2 separate regions of the Anser cygnoides genome follow, and region 1 is linked to region 2. Evidence: chromatin contacts called from public Hi-C data. All regions are on one chromosome and are shown on one strand. The core of a region is the stretch at or near the end of the contact, and the rest is flanking DNA. Distances in the headings are between cores, read along the strand shown. Region 1 overlaps COBL (cordon-bleu WH2 repeat protein). Region 2 overlaps DDC (dopa decarboxylase).

Region 1 (2,700 bases), core at 84-2,583, 350 kb after region 2:
AAACAGGATTTTGTAATGAAATTTAGTGGTCATTACCAAAACTGAATCTCTGGCTGCAAAAACAGCTCAGTATTAATAACAGATAAAAAGGTTAGCATTACTGGATTTTACAGAAATTGCTACGCTTTTGTGCTGTTTTTATTCATAAAATGAAAAAGACAAAAGTCAAGGATGTCCTTGAATGCTCAGTTGATTGGCGACAGAAAGCTAAATCAGTTGACACAAGAAAGCCACTACAAGGTGAAGGGGCAAGCTCATTTTTCCGTCTGTTTTTATTGAACACACCCTTTGTGAAATGTCATGGTCAAGGGCAGTTAAAAATTAATGTCATTCTAATCTTCTTTAAACACTTTAACTTGTTCAGCTAAATGTGTCAGACAGGAAACTATCCATAAACAAATTTGAGATGTTAAATTACTAAGATAGCTGTGATTTCCTTCTTTTGCAAAATCTCATTACTAGCTGGAATATTATTTCCACTCAAGGAAGTCACTCTACAGCAGCAAATGCTTTCACATGCATTGAAACATGTAGACTACACAAGTCTGCGGATGTTTGTTTTGGCAGAGAATTGAACTTCCTCTGTTTCTCTGAATACAATGTAATCCTCCTCATTTATGTCTTCATTTAGGGGAAAAAAATCAAAAACCTCAGTCACTTCAAATTCATATTTTAAACCACCACAAACTGATTTGCTATTAAGATTGATTTCTCTTCTAGAAATAGCCTGTGAAGTAAAACAAAAAAAGGAAAAAAAAAAAACAAACTCAAAATTTTCTTTTAATGTTTGTGCTTATCTTTTCAGTTAGAGCAATAAATTTGAATAGAACAATTGAGCATTAATTAGAGTTTAAAATACACAGTTGGACCGTAGCTTAATATTTCTTCTGGCAACTTTATGAATGAATTTGATAGGTGTCTGTCATACCTCCTTGAGCCACTAGTGCCTTTAGGAAAGGCCCTGGCATGAGGGTTTTACGTATAATATTTTCTTCCTCCGTATCACATTCAGGATTACAGGCTGGTTGACTAGTCGGTCTGTTGTTCTGTCCCTAAAAATCTGAGAAACGTCATAAGCCAGCTGAAGATCTGAAAAATTTAGTTTGCATCTTTGTCCAATTTTCTGCTAAAAGGATGGGCTGTAATCTAACATGTTAGGGCCAGAAAGTGGATTGCAATCACACAAACATTCTACCAGAAGCAAGGAAAACCATACCCTTTCTGCTGCCACTAAACTACATACCTCTCTGGAGCTTAGGTTTTCCTTTACACTTAGAATTTTCTCCTTCAGAGAAATTCGATGGGAATTTCTAGTGCTTAGAACAGCACCAAATCCTAAGCAACATCCTTACAATTATTCTCAATTTAGAAAAGAGCACACCGGATTTATCTGCAGTATTCGCCTTCCTTGGACAAGCCCCCTCTGTCTGCAAACACACAAAATGGCTGGGAAACATGTTTTGGGCAGTAAGTCAAGTGATAGTTTCATGTCATCATTTCCTGCTCCTCCCTGCAAATTTCCACTCAGTCTAGCTCCTTCCAGGGCTTACAAAGGGCAGCCAGAAAGCCCTACTTCCATGATCTTGAGAAACCAACGAGAAGGTGGAATAGCAAAATGGTATCACGGTGTAGGTTAGACGTGTTACTATGGACTGTAGCATAACACAGCTCTACGCCAAGCCACTCCTCACAAGTATAAGATTTTTATCACCCAAAACGATGAATGGGCTCTGCCACAAACCTTGGTTTGAGAAACCCACCATGGCATTCTGCTTCCTATCCTTGCCTGGAAGTGGCAGCAACACGCAGCTCAGCAGGGCTCGGGGACAGTCTGCTGAACCCTGATGTCCTGGTTAAGGTGGGCACACAGCAAACAGAACAACATACCCGTACCTTTGGTTGACCTACACTGTTCGTTCTTCAAAGAGATGAAAAACTGAAGTGTCATGCAGTCAAATGAACTGGATTTGCATTCCCCTCTCTCTGTTTTTATTACTTTCATGGCTTGACTGTGAATTAACTCAAACAAAAAAAAAGCTTTAGAAAGCAGTGAACAGTTTTTACTAGATTATATCTATTTGTGATGTTTCTCCTTGTTTTCTTATTTGGCTAAAAAATGACCAGAATGCAATTAAACCTGATTTACACAGCATACATTTACTTAGTTAACTTTTCTAGTATATAAATATTTACCTTTCTAATTTAAGATATAAGAAAGGTAGAGTTACAAGTGAAATCTGAAGAGTGATACAAACCCAGTTTCTAAATTAAGCAAGGGTCATTTTTCACTGCTTACTGAATGCCAGTTCTTTAGAAACCTTGCAGCTTAAAATTATCTGTCTATTTAACTTCCCCTAAATACCTTAACCGACAAAGTCTAATAATTACTCAACACATACTTTCTCTTTAATGAGAGTTAAAGCTTACGATGACATCAGCCTGTCCTATTTGTCTGTGACTTGCAAGCCAGATGAAGTTTACTTACTAAATGTTGCAACCCTGCCAAAATTCAGGGCTGCATAGAACAGTATGTTCGGGCCCTGATGTCTTGCCAGATTTCAATGAAGTGCTTGACAGAGACCACATGTGGAGGTCAAGTGATACTATCATGATCTCACCAGATGGTAAATTGTGGTATTATTCCCAAGGCAGGTAGCATAATCTGTTCAGAAACAGTTGGCAGGTGATCCATGAACTCAC
Region 2 (2,700 bases), core at 114-2,613:
AACTACAGACACTTGCTGTACACTTTCTATACCAAGTATTTCCAATTTTTTGCGCTAAAGGATTTGAAAGAAATAAAAGCAAGGAAAAATATAGCGTATTCAGTAAAACACAAATTAAAATGCTGGAAGCATTCTGTATGGAAGTCATTTTTTTCGTAGCAAGCTTTATCAAGTAGCAATAATTTGAAAAGCCACCGGGGGGCACCAAGTGTTTTAGATTTTTACAGGCAGGACTGAGAAGTAGAGAAAGGAGGAACTAACAAGTTTCACTTGCTTAGCTTTCCTCCCCCCCAGCTTTGCTTAGCACAGTGACCCAAGGCCCTGCACCTTTGAACCGTAAGCTAATATCCTGAATTGCTTTTACAAAGATTGTTGCAACCAAACATAAATAAATCCAATAAAGTTAAACGTTATTAACCCTGGAAGTTCAAACTCTGTGAAGCGTCACACCTGCCTCTCTCGACTGGAAGAGCTGTAACCCCTCTCTGGGCATGGGTACGGCAAGGGATTTTTGTGTCCCTCTATCTCAGGTAAATAACCATTGCCCTTTTGCATTGAGAAAGCAAAAAAGGGGATCTAAGTAATGTGATTATTCAGGATTAGGGGAAATGTCTTACTCATGGGAGCAGTGCACTTGTGAGGTGTTAAGATGTGGTTCTTATTTAAAAAAATCTGTATTTAAGTATGTATATGTGTGCATATACAGAAAAATAGAAGCACATATACAGATATGGGCTGTTGCATTTAAATGTTTCAATTGAGAATGGAATAGTCGGGCAACTCCTTCCAGAACTAAAACAGTTTTTGATACAAGGGAGTTTCTCAGAAGCATCAGAGTGCAATAATGTGTATATGCAAGTACACATACTTGCACAGCCTTGATCACTTCATACTTTTCTTCTACAGATTTCACCTCTCTGCCTGCTTTAGCTCACATCTCACTAGAATGAATGAAGATGCTGCAAAAAGTGTCCTCTAAACAGCCACTCGGACGATGCCACTGCCCAGCTGCAGTGCTATCTCTGGGACTGCTGTTCTGTACAGTTCCAGTTTCTTGATCTCAGCTGTTAATTGTTAATAGAATTCATTTTTGTCGGTGAGAAAGGGAGAATGTGGTACACTGATTTCTTCTGGACCTCCACAGGATTTAACTGACTCAGAATGTTCCTGGGGATTACCTACGAAAGCATTAACCTCTAAATTTCTCAGATGACTTCTGAGCTCTTTGAGATGACTTAAAAGGACAAAGAAATAATACATGGCCAAGCAGTTTACAAATGTGCCATTTACAAATGGACTTTGGGGGTTTCACATTTATACTGACTGTTTGGAATCAGTCCAGAGGACTGTTGTTGCTTTTGCCCTCTTTGTACATCTCCTCCACAGCTTTGGGACTTACCTCCAAAATTTGTATTTTTCTCTCCCCACATCCTTCTGAGATGACCGCCCTCCCCTTTACCACTGCTCTAAAACCTATACTTTGCAATAGGTTAATATTACATGTTGTGTGGGAAGAAAGTGCATAACTGGAAGGTTTGGAAAACAAAAAAGTTACTATATCTAAATCAAAGTCACTCATTCTCATCTCCTAGGAATATTTTGGTTCCTAAATGCCTGTCTCAGTACAAGCAAATACCAAGCTGCGGTGGTTATCCGGTCATTTTGATGCAGACCTTAAAGGTTGCAACATAATAAACAACCTTTTTTTTTTTTTTTCTAAACGTTACTACTAAAAGAAAAAAAAAAAAAGAAAAAAAAAAGAACAAACTTTGAACTGAAAGAGGTAGAAATGTTTGTTTGTTTTGAAACAGGTTTGAAGCCCACTGAATTTAATCAGTACAGTTTAATGAGTAATCCGGGCAGGGGGTGAGGAGGAACTAACTTAATGGTTCCAGTTTGGTGGATCAGTCAGGCACTGGAACGGGTTGCCCAGGGAGGTGGTGGTGTCACCGCCCCTGGGAGTGTTTAAGGAAAGGTTGGACCTGGTGCTTGGGGACATGGTTTAGTGGGTGATAGTGGTGGTGGGGGGATGGTTGGACCAGATGATCTTGGAGGTCTTTTCCAACCTTTATGATTCTGTGACTCTGTAATTATACATTGAGTCAAATTCTGCACTTAATTACCCTTAATATTTTTCCAAAGTTGCAAACGTAAGGTCATAACTTTTTTTCCTCTGTGTACCAGGGAACACTTTAGTCTTTAATGAACTATTAAACACACGCACAATTCAAGGAGGCCTTGGAAATCTAGTTTTCCGAATTATCTTTGCAAATAAGGGAACATAAGAGGGTTCCAACTTTAGAGTCAGTATCTTTAGGAAAGGATTGATTTGCTTTGCCTTACCAAACTGTGTTGTCATAGAAAATACAAAACCAGCTACGGTAATGGGAAGACAAGCACTTTTTGGCTGGACAGCCAGGGAAATGTCTGGGAGACAGGGAATGAGAGAACTGTGAAGCATCTTGTTGAACGTGAATACTGAATTGTGGAAACCTGCCTGAGAAAGGCCGTGTCATCAACATGGGGCTTCCAATCCTCTGTTTTCCCAGTGAGGGATTTAGCCCTACTTAAAACCTTGGCATCATTCTGAAATAACTGTCGTCTCCAGAAATCTAACCTGAGAGAGCAAAGCTCTAGAAACTGTAATGGCAGTCTAGTAAAGCAGTAACAAACCATGCATCATTTTTTTCATTGGAAGGG

What was found. A called contact is a pair of places that touch in the nucleus more often than the background predicts.
Region 1: a Hi-C map of liver shows a contact between it and region 2, with 2.6 times the contacts expected there. The contact joins two enhancer-like sites. A contact is called at or near these places in 2 of 7 Hi-C or Micro-C datasets (both in liver).

Annotation. Positions count from the first base shown.
Region 1 is chr2:90,240,783-90,243,482 of Taihu_goose_T2T_genome, forward strand. The region is part of intron 9 of COBL (cordon-bleu WH2 repeat protein); the gene reads right to left. Among named protein-coding and RNA genes, the nearest start is that of COBL, 94 kb to the right of the region's middle. Within about 2 kb of position 1,334, at least 2 of the 3 cell types and tissues checked have open chromatin away from gene starts, as enhancers often do. A contact at or near this core is called in liver, where this site is marked.
Region 2 is chr2:89,889,503-89,892,202 of Taihu_goose_T2T_genome, forward strand. All of the region lies in intron 12 of DDC (dopa decarboxylase), which reads right to left. Among named protein-coding and RNA genes, the nearest start is that of FIGNL1, 12 kb to the left of the region's middle. Within about 2 kb of position 1,364, at least 3 of the 3 cell types and tissues checked have open chromatin away from gene starts, as enhancers often do. A contact at or near this core is called in liver, where this site is marked.